Regions from separate parts of the Gasterosteus aculeatus genome. Here region 1 is linked to region 2. The links are chromatin contacts, called in public Hi-C maps. All regions are on one chromosome and are shown on one strand. The core of a region is the stretch at or near the end of the contact, and the rest is flanking DNA. Distances in the headings are between cores, read along the strand shown.

Evidence for each region. A called contact is a pair of places that touch in the nucleus more often than the background predicts.
Region 1: a Hi-C map of skeletal muscle shows a contact between it and region 2, with 2.7 times the contacts expected there. The contact joins the promoter of birc7 here to the enhancer-like site in region 2. A contact is called at or near these places in 2 of 6 Hi-C or Micro-C datasets (both in skeletal muscle).

The regions. Positions count from the first base shown.
Region 1 is chr2:2,109,901-2,115,221 of fGasAcu3.hap1.1, forward strand. birc7 (baculoviral IAP repeat containing 7) reads right to left here and starts at 3,647. Exons shown (of 7, transcript XM_078082204.1): 1 at 1,921-3,647; 2 at 1,180-1,279; 3 at 1,021-1,102; 4 at 901-946; 5 at 500-706. The coding sequence starts at 2,413. LOC120829467 (YTH domain-containing family protein 1) reads left to right here and starts at 3,836. Exons shown (of 6, transcript XM_040193583.2): 1 at 3,836-4,594. The coding sequence starts at 4,568.
Region 2 is chr2:2,006,165-2,011,420 of fGasAcu3.hap1.1, forward strand. It overlaps zbtb46 (zinc finger and BTB domain containing 46), which reads left to right. Exons shown (of 7, transcript XM_078082109.1): 6 at 3,119-3,294; 7 at 3,740-5,256. The coding sequence ends at 4,162. It overlaps LOC144383662, which reads left to right. Exons shown (of 2, transcript XM_078082124.1): 2 at 1-1,595. The coding sequence ends at 83. Among protein-coding and RNA genes, the nearest start is that of LOC144383662, 4.5 kb to the left of the region's middle. Within about 2 kb of position 4,002, at least 1 of the 9 cell types and tissues checked has open chromatin away from gene starts, as enhancers often do.

The DNA.
Region 1 (5,321 bases), core at 2,397-4,896, 100 kb after region 2:
ATTATATACAATTTATACAGATAAATAATATTAAATTATTAAATTAAATTAAATAAACTGAAACAAAAGAATGACCTTCAAAAAGAGACAATAATAATAATAATCTGATTAATGATAATTATAATTAAGTAATTAATTACATTAATACGATTTGGTCCCTGAAAAGAAGTAAAAAAAAAACAGTTTTCTGACCCTTGACCCTTATATAACATTTAGTTATAAATAAATAAATATTTTTGTGTACAGCAAAACGTGTGAATATCTTCTGTTTTTTCAAAATACACTTTCATCTTAAGAGGAAATAACTAAAGTACTTGTTTAGGACGGAAGACATTGTGGTTTTGGCTGAAATATATCTGAATAATAAATGACCACAGAGGGTCGTAACTGAAGCACGGCGGTAGAGTGAATAAATCAAAGAGCCGCAAACGTCTGGTCATCACACTTCCTGGATCGTATACAAATACATGTATGAACTGCAACGTTTGAAGTACGTTACCGGCGCTCCGGGACCCCCGCTGGTCCTCCTGCTCCGCCTGCAGCACGTCGGACACCAGGTTGGACACGGAGGTGTAGTGCTGCCCCGTCAGGAGGAACCTGGTCCTGACCAGGCTCTCCACCAGGGCCGCCTCGAAGCCCATCTGCAGCACCGTCTGCACCACGGGGGAAAGCATGGCCGAGGAGGCCGCCAGACCGCCCACCACATCTGGGAGACGATTGAAAAGCCAATTTTAACATTCGGTTCCTTCATTTTCAGGAAGGGCAACGTGCGCGCTGTCCTCCCAGGGAGCCTCCGGCCCCCTTTGGCACGGGGCGAGCTGCAGAGGATGCTGCGTGTTCCGCACCTCCGGCGTCGGCAGGTGAGCTTTCAGGAGGATTAAAGGTGTTTGCGTGACGTACCGTTTCTGGAGCCCGCGTCTCTGCCTGCGGAGCTCTGCGATCCGCTCTAGGAAAGAGAAGAAAACGTCATATTTCTGAATCCCGGCGCGTCGCCGTGCGAGCGGGGTGGAGCTTCCTCACCACGGTGTCGTCCAGGTGGAAGTGAGAGTCCTGCACGTTGCTGATGTAATCCTGTCCTCTCTCCTGGATCAGAAACTCACATCTGAGAACAACACAAAGTCTGAGACATCTCCTGAAAGAATTCTGTAACACACACACACACACACAAAACTGCGTTACCGTGGAAACCACTTGGCGTGCTCCTGCCAGGGGTCGTCCCCCGGCTCCCAGTTCCTCAGCCCCCCGTCGCAGTGGAAGCATTTGACGTTGTCTCCGTGGCCTGTCAGGGTGGACATGGACTATCGTTATGATCGCATGTTTGTCTGATTATTGTTGCTGTTATATAATACTCATAATATATATATTTATATATATATATATATATGTGCCGTTCTAGGTTCTACTGCTGAAGGACTGGATTTGCACATCGATGGCACTTCTGTCCATCCCCCTCGGTTCTGACGCCATGCGGTGAATCATACGGATTGTTAAAAGACAACCGTCGCACTTTTGTGATTTGTAACATCAAGACATGCAAACGGATTAAATTAAAGTTGAGATGAGGGTCTTTGGACAGAATCGCTCTACAGTTCTCATTGCTCTTGTAAACCATACTTCTAAAGATAAAAGAATCCCGTCGTAGGTCGAACTGTAACGCCGCACTTTATTTATCTGCATTCTGTGTCGCCTGAAGCTGTCGAACTTCTCTAGCAGCCCCAGTGTTGTCCAGGTGGTTCTGTCCACAACACCATGACTCAGCAGGACAATTGTCCCATGGACTCTCTCACAAAGAGAGGTCACTGCTGGGGTCAGGGCCGACCGACCGACCACAGAAACACGCATTCACACTGCAAAAGGCGCTATAGGTATTTCAGAGAAAGCAGAAGGACGGCGTGAGATGTGAAGTGAGACAACGTGCACCTGTGTAGAAGAATCCCGCCCGTGCAAGAACATCTGGCTGGACCGAGGCCTCTGCGGGCCAGTTGTGGAAGGTGGTGACGCGCGTGTCCTCGGCCTCCAGCTGCGGGTGCACGGCCTGCCCGGGCGTGCCCTGCTCGTCCATGGTCATCCTCTGCAGCTGGCTCAACAGCTGGCCGTCCACGGAGTCGGAGGAGCCCGCCGGCAGGGGCACGTTGCCCGCGGGCCGACCCAGCGCGAACCCGCAGTCGGGGAAGTGCCGCCGGTGCTCCGCGGCGGGGAGGTCCCCGCGCGCCCAGCACTTCAGGACCCCCCCGCAGCAGAAGCACTGCACCTCGTCCCCGGGGCCCAGGTAGAAGAAGCCCGCGCCGGCCAGCTCCCCGGAGGTGACGGGCGCGTCCGCGGGCCAGCGCCCAAAAGTTCGAAGTCTCTCGCCTTCGCCCCGCATCCGAGGCGCCTCGGGGGCGCGCGGCGCGGTTCCCCTGTCGTCCGTCATTGTGTGGCGCGCAGCTGCAGCTCCTCGTCCTGTGCCGCTCGTCCCCCCCGCGGTCCATAGTGGGGCGCGCACCGAGGGGCAGCGCGGCGCGCCGCGGCCCGCGGGGAGACGGCCTTCCAGAACGTGTCCCGCTCGTCCATCCTCGAATGGGTGAAAAGGCGAAGCGTCGCTCCGCCTCTTCGGACGCAACAAAGAAACGCCCCGGGCCCCCCCCCCCCCCCCTCCCCCCCGTGACGGCGAACCGGGGTGTCAAACACACGTAGAACCTTTGACCTTAGCAGAGTAAAGGCGACGGAGGGCGAAACGCTTCAACTAAAACCTGATATTGACATTTCAAAACCTTTTTTTTTTCTTCTGTGACCTAAAGGCGTTGACTGTACAATAACGATAAGTCATAAAGCGGCTGCTGGATTCCTCTCCTTCTTTGCTCTTGAATTTGTGAGACGAATAGTAAAGATAAAGATACACAGCAAAATTCTTTAGAGTTCATTTTCCGGCAAAAGTGTTGAAGTGCAGAGTTGAAATCACACTGCAAAACGTTAATTCAACTCTTACAGAGTCAGTTGTACGAAAAGAGCTGGAGTCATTATTCAGTGTCAAGATCAGATGCATTTGTGACACTTAGTAGAGTTAAATGAACTCTTTGATAGGTTTGAAATGTAACTGTACAGTGTCACACTTCTTGGTGTTGGGTTTAACTCTAGGTACTGTGGCGCGTGGATTAGAGAGGGTGAGATGGGAACCATGTCCAACCATTGATGTCAAAGTGTCCCTGAGCAAGACACCTAACCCCTAATTGCTCCCCAGGCTAAAATGCAAAAACCATGGGTTTGAAATGTAACGTAAGTCGCTTTGGATAAACGTGTCAGCTAAATTATGTGTAATGTTTTTAACACTGGGCAGATTTATTTTTGACACTTATTCCGAGTTAACTTGTTAACACTGACGAGATTGAGACAATATAAACACCAGTTTAGAGTTAAAATTGAATCTCACAGTCAATTCAACTCTCTGAAATGTCCTATAGTTTCACACGCGATGGCTGCAAGTTGGATGTGCGATTAATCGTGGCGTCAGACGCTTTTGAAACATCAAAACCAGGACATGTTTGTTTAGTGATTATTATAGTCTGGATAGCGTTGGTGAATTAATCACACGGTCTTTCTAAGAAGCAGCGTGGTTTGACCTTTGTCGGGTTTCGGTGCAGCGCGGTCGCCCCCTGGCGGCGACACGCAGCAATTACCACACGTTATAAGGCCAGAAGACGCTCACATCGAGTTAATATGCAGACACGACACGGTTATATTTATCAGATAATCATATGTATCTGATAAGTGATAACCATCTAATCATAAATCACATATATGAGATTGTAAGTCATATTTCTGAGGATGTCTCTTTAATCGTCGATAAAATTAGAAAATTTCTCAATCCTTTATTTATTCCTCCACATGGTCATTAATGTCCTCCCGTATTGATGAAACGGACCCGAATCTATTATTAGCGCGTTAAACCCCAAAGAGAAGGGCGCTCCAAACTTTAGCCCCCCCGCGGGGATCGCCGTGCACTGCGGCGGCGGCTGGGAGCCCGGATGAGGGCGGCCATTGGGGAAGTGCGGTGCTACAACGTGACCGAGCAGGGCCGTCTCTCTCCCTCTCGCTGGAATAATACAGAAACAGTAACAAGGCAAAAACCGAGGTCCGGAAACATCCAGAGCTCCGGAAGGAAAAACGGGTTGAACCGGCGACACGTGACGTGGAAAACCAGGATTTTCTTCCTCTTGTTCTTCGGTCGTCTTTCGGAGCTCCAGACTCCTGAAGTGTGGAAGTTACGGTGCAACACGGCGGAAAATAACACACTCAGCTGAGCCCGCTTACAACCGCTAGCACCCCCCACCACTCACTCACTCACTCACTCACACACACACACACACACACACACACACACACACACACACGCACACCCTCCCCCCAACACACGCTGAGCGGCGCGGCTAGCCGACATAAGCTAGCAGTAACTGAGCTGTGTGAACTGGCTTTTTTTTCCCCCACTTCTTTTCTTTTTTTCTCTCTCTCAAATCACGGGGCCTTGGAAAAAAATCCAGTCACAAGCTCAGGCTCTTGTGAGAGAATCCAAGGACCTGCTTAATGAATTATGTCTGCCACAAGCATTGACCCTCAGGTAGGATTTGTACCTCGCCCGTAACACAGCTTTGCGAGCTAACGTTAGCTCAAGCCCGCTAACGGTTAACGATTTTCTTCTTATTGGGCTACGGCTATTTCTCGGAGGTGCTAGCTAGCCACCGACGTTAACCGGGTGCACGTAGCTAGCTAGCACGGCTACATTCCGGCCGGCGGTTGCATGTTTTTAACGGACGTTTAATGGGAATGACGCTTCAGTTATACGTTAGCATGCTGACGGTGTATAAGCATCATTTAACTGATATTACGCAACGTTAGCCTCCGCTAGCCACCCTATGGCGGAGTACGTGAAAGCTAACGATACAATAAGTATCACTGAGGTTCAAGCTAACTTACTCATCTCAAGTGTCGGCTAAACGTTACGTTGAAGGTGCTGCAAACACCCGCATCGTCTCTAGCGGGGCTTTAAACGTAGCAGGGCTACTCATTCAAACGAAGTTACAAGCCGCTGTTTTACGCTATTTGCGTTCATACAGCCCGTTTATGAGGGCTTGTCACGTTAGCATGCTAAGTTACGTTAGCTCAAGTTACACACCAAATAAATGACGCTTAACGATTACAGCCAGCTGGATTCATACAGCGCTTTTCTGCGTAGAGTCACGTTAGGTAACCGTGTTGCATTGCGTCTGTCCAGGAAGTAGTCGTAGTGCTCCGAGCGTTACGTTGATAGCAATAAAAAGCTGCAATCAATCTGTGTGAAATCTCCC
Region 2 (5,256 bases), core at 2,752-5,251:
AGGAGATGAAGGTTGACCGTCACAATCTCGCCATCAACGCGGAAGACCGATATGGGCTCACGTGCTCGGACGCCACCGGTTAGCAGCAAAGCCTCGCGGCGCCGCACGTTCAGCCAAAATAGAATTTTGCATTGCGCTGAGAAGGGAAGAAATCCCTTAAAATGATCCGTTATTCAATTATTCAAAAATCACTTGTTTGGCAACTTGTGAAATATCATTTTGAACTAATTGAGATCTTAAATGTCAAAAATGCACAACTGCTATGCAAGTATTACTGTTTTTGTTGTTTTATATTTAAGTTCTAAAGTTTGTGCGTAGAACCCACTAAAAGGAGGGAGTGGAGAGACGGGGGTCTGGGGGGGGGGGTCCTGTCGTCGGTCACCAGTCTGACTACACGCTTCGCTCCTTTTTTAGGCAGAGAGAGATCTTTATGTTATCTGTGCATTAAGGACACAGAGACACTCAGGACTCACAGCCCACACGACCGCCGCCACCTGCAGGACGCTTGTAGAACTGCAGCGAGAGAGCAGAATAAACATCAACAAAAGTCGTTGTTGCAGCTAAAAGAATAAAATTTATATTTGAAAAACGAAAATAAAAGTAATAACAAGTAAATATATATATATAATGTCTATATTTTTCAAAAATTCAAAAACAACTATAATAGTATAAAATATTATATATATATATTTTTTTTTCTCTCTCTCTCTCTATATATATATATATATATATATATATATATATATATACACATTTATATGTGTATATATTTATACATACATACTGTATATATTTTAGAAATATATATAGATATATTTCTAAAATAAAACAAAAACATTGTAATTTATTCTTTAAAGTGAAACTAAAAACAAACAAATCAACCTTAGTCAGTGGTGTCGGATCAGGGCAGACGGAGTGTTGGGTGGTGTTGGGTGGTGTTCGTCTCTGTGTCCATCTCCTCCGTCCCCGAGATCTGCCTGACAATCTCGTGGCCGGAGCTGGACAGTAATTGGCTCTTCGGCGCCCCGGCCCTTCTTAACCCATGACCTCTTCATCTGAAGAGGAAGGACGCCGCTTCAGCCACGTCGTAGCCGTCGGAGTTTGGCGTCACGTCAAACTGGTCGCTAATGTTCTGCCAAAACGTGGAGTTTACAGCGGACCTGCCACTATAAACCCATGCATTTCCCAAATAAGCCCAGTTACAGCGGTTTACTGCGCGTGTACACCCATAATGTGAGTACTCTGCTCAAAGGGAAGAATCCACGGTGGCTCCAGCGCGTTGAACTGTGACTTGAGAGGAATTGGGGGTCTTCCCAAATGCCAAAAGCCCCATGTCTCAGGTCACCCTGTGCGAGCCACGCGGCCCGGACAGACCGGCCGGCCCGGAGAAGAAGCGCCGGCTGTTGTGTGGCTTTTTTCTCTCTCTCTGTTTTTGTTTTTGTTGGAATTTGTGTTTACTTAAAAATCTTAATTATTTAATTTTCTCCATAAAAAAAAGCAAACCCATGTTCTGTATACAGGTATGTACTTTTCTATATGAAATGACCTCCTGCTTGTAGTTTTTATCCCGTAATTAAACTGCGATGGAAAACCTTCTCCGTAGTTTTTATTTCAGAATGTCACATCTGCGTCTTGCACATCTTTCACACACATCTTCACTTTTACGCTATTTCCTTTCTTTGCACTTTCAACTTGCCGTTCTCTTCGACAACAACAAAAGAAATGTGACTTTTGCAGCTGACGTGTGCGTGTTCTTTGTGCCGTTGAGTGTTTAATCAAAGCAGAGGTCGCTTTGCAGATGGAGGTAATTATGTTGTATCACTTTAAAGCTTATAACCCCGAGCTGTGTGCTTGACACCCCGGGACCCCCCCCCCCACCCCCCCCTACCCCCCTAAAGCCGTCGTGTTGTGCTTGTGTACTCGTGAATCCAGCCAGCATCGCTCACACACACACACACACACACACACACACACACACACACGCCACTGCACTGTGTTACTTTGTGGGGACTCTCTTCTGTCTGCCGGGACAAAATGTTTGTCCCCGCAACATAAATCTTTACGACTTAAAATGTAGATTTGTTAAAAGTCAGGGAGACTTTGGGTTTAGGGCAAATCACCAGGAAAGTTAATTAATTGCAATGTGACGGAAATGCAACCGGGTGGATAATCTTGTATTTACTACAAAGTGAGGACCGAAGCAAATTAGAAAACCAGCAGAAGGAGGACTTTGATTGATTTGGGGTTTCAGATGTGATGGTTGAGGTTGACGTTGGGGTTAGCAGTGGGATTATGGGTCTCCAGTAAAATGAACGGAAATGGATCGTATGTCCCCTAAAGCGTCTGCGTTTGTAGGATCTGGTACTCGGTCAAAATCAGGTTTTTAACTAACAAGAGGGACGTTTTGGGGAGGTGAGGATGTTTTGGCGGCTCTTCACTTCTTCAAAGGCCCGTTCAATGAATGCAAATCAATTTTACGTCCAACGCAGTGAAGATTCTATTCACAAGCAGGGACATTTTGGCTCTCTGTAGTTTTAAGGCGGAGGTGGGGGTAACAACGGGTGTCCTCACAAAGAAAAAACACCGTGCCGTTCAATGCACTTCCACGCCTGCAGATAATTGGCGTGCAAGACCTCCGACGCGACAACATCGCGGGTTTTAGATTGAGACGTCTTCGCCGAAGCCTCCCTTCGTGTTTGTGTGCGGTTTTATTTCCCTCAGCCGTCTCTCGTCATCGTCTGTGTTTGTCCTTTCGGTCTGTGTTTTGCTTCCCGTACCAGAGACCCTGTAGATCGACTAAGGCCGACTGACGGTTGTGTGACGTGTCTGTGTGTGTGTGTGTGTGTGTCTGTGTGTGTTGTGATTATAGTATCTCTTTGCCTTTATTGCTTCAGTGTGGAGGAAGAGCCGTTGCTAGGGCAACTGTGGCTTTGGCCGGGATTGGGGTGGTGTCCATGGGAATGGATGGTGCATTTCTACACCACGGCACTAATTAAATGCAATAACTGAAAAGTGACGTCTGGGTTTATTTAAAAGGGCTTTGTTCAACACTAATCTTTTTTTTTTTGTTGTTGTCGTTGTCGTCTTTCTCTCCTTCTCACTCCGTCTGTCCCCACAGTGAACGACTTCACGGTGATCCGCAAGAAGTTCAAGTGCCCCTACTGCAGCTTCTCTGCCATGCACCAGTGCATCCTGAAGAGGCACATGCGCTCCCACACGGGCGAGCGGCCTTACCCCTGTGAGATCTGTGGCAAGAAGTTCACCAGGAGGGAGCACATGAAGAGGCACACCCTGGTGAGTCCGCTCAGGGACGCGCCGTTAACGCTGCTTTAAAGGCCGGAGGTGGAATATCTATGGTGGCAGACGGGGGTCGTTTTTTACGTATTTCATTTCTCTCTTTGCCGACATTAGATATTTACATGTAGATTTCAACGTTTGTTGCCAGATGTCGCAAAGAGAGACTGAGAACAGTCTCAAATAAAGTGGGGCACCACTGGCGTGCCGGTTGCTTTATTTATCAATCGAGTTATCAGACGGGAAACACAGTCGCCTTCAGCCACTTCAATGGTGAGAATACAAAGAGAGGTCGTGTTTTAACTGCACACAAGGGTTTTATCTGGCAAAACGACATTTTATCAATTCAATTCTTCTGAAATGCAAACAAATACAATTTGAGGAACTAGGCGGGTGAGGGTCGGTGTGTCCCCGGCGCTTAAACGATGCGTCCCCCGTCCAACAGGTCCACAGCAAAGACAAGAAGTACGTGTGCAAAGTCTGCAGCCGGGTCTTCATGTCGGCCGCCAGCGTCGGGATCAAACACGGCTCGCGGCGCCACGGCGTCTGCGCCGACTGCTCCGGGCGGGGCATGGCCGCCCTGCTGGACCACACCGGGGAGGTGGGCGGGGACATCTCCCCGGAGGAGGAGCTCTACCCCGGCGACCGCTTCCACGACGACCAGGCAGAGTGCGACGAGGAGATGATGGCCGAGGCGGACGGCGAGATGATGGGCGACGGCGAGGAGGGAGGCGGCAAGTGGAAAGACTCGGGGATGGCCGGCGAGGCGCGCGGGGCGCTGGACAATGAGAAGGAGGAGAGCGACTCCTCGGCGCCGGAGGGCGAGCAGCAGAACGGGAGCGAGAGGGACTTCGCCTGGATCTCCTAGAAGCCGCCTCGGCCGGCTCGTCCACGCGGGCGTCTCTCAACATCCCGCCGCCGCCGCCGCCGCCGCCTGCCGGGGCGGATTCCTCCGCTCTCCTCCACCCATTCGTGCGCGGCGGGGCCGGCCTTTTCCCTTTGGATGGAAAAGCTCAAGTGCGATTTGCGCGACGATGATCTCAAGACGCACACACACACACACACAAACACTCACACGCAACCACACACGCGCACACTTTGGTGACTCTCAGCCTCCGACCACCGCGGCAGGAGAAGTGGGGTCAAGAGGTGAATGGAGCGCGAGGCTTTTTTCCTGCTTACCTCCTTTTACTTCTTATGCCGTGTTTTTTTTTTTTTGTGCGTTTTTATTTCGAGGCCTCGAGTCCTGTCGTTTTTCTACTCTTGTCACAACACGAACCAACAAGGAGGCCGCCAAGGACGCGGCCCGGCGCTCGGCTTTGTGCGTTCGCCATCACAATCACCATGGAAACCAAGGCTCACTGACAGCGTCGTGGGGAGGAGGGGGGAGTGAACCTATTGCAAAGCGGCGGCGGAGCGCGTCAGAGGAGCCGGCGGCCCACGTTCGTTGGTGCGGAGTCCTACTGCCACAGACTTGCACTTTAATGACAACTGACTCCTGTCAAGAGCCCGGAACTCGTGGTTCACACGTTATGATCCGATCTCAACGTACCTTGACAACTCGGCGACCGCACCTACCTTTAAGGACATGCTCTATGTCCGCTTGACTGTTACCACCTTATGAAAATCACTGAATCTTGTGCAGATTTGCAGGTTTTTAGAGCCTGCGGCGTGTTTTTTTTTGGGCAGTGGGATCCTCAATCTTTTCTTCACTCAAGTTTCCCCACGCAGGTCTCTATCGATCCATTCCAAAACAAAAACCGGGGGTTTGACAGACGTACAAATCATTTGTAGAGTTAGAAAAGGGGGGAGGTGGGGTGAGGGAGGGGAGGGTGGGGGTGTGTGTGTGTGTGTGTGTGTGTCTGTGTGTGTGAGGCGGAGAGAGAGTGCGTGTCGGAGGCCACGGTTTCTGCTTCCTGGTTTGGAGAATGGATCCAAACTCTTTCTGTCTCAGGCTCAGTT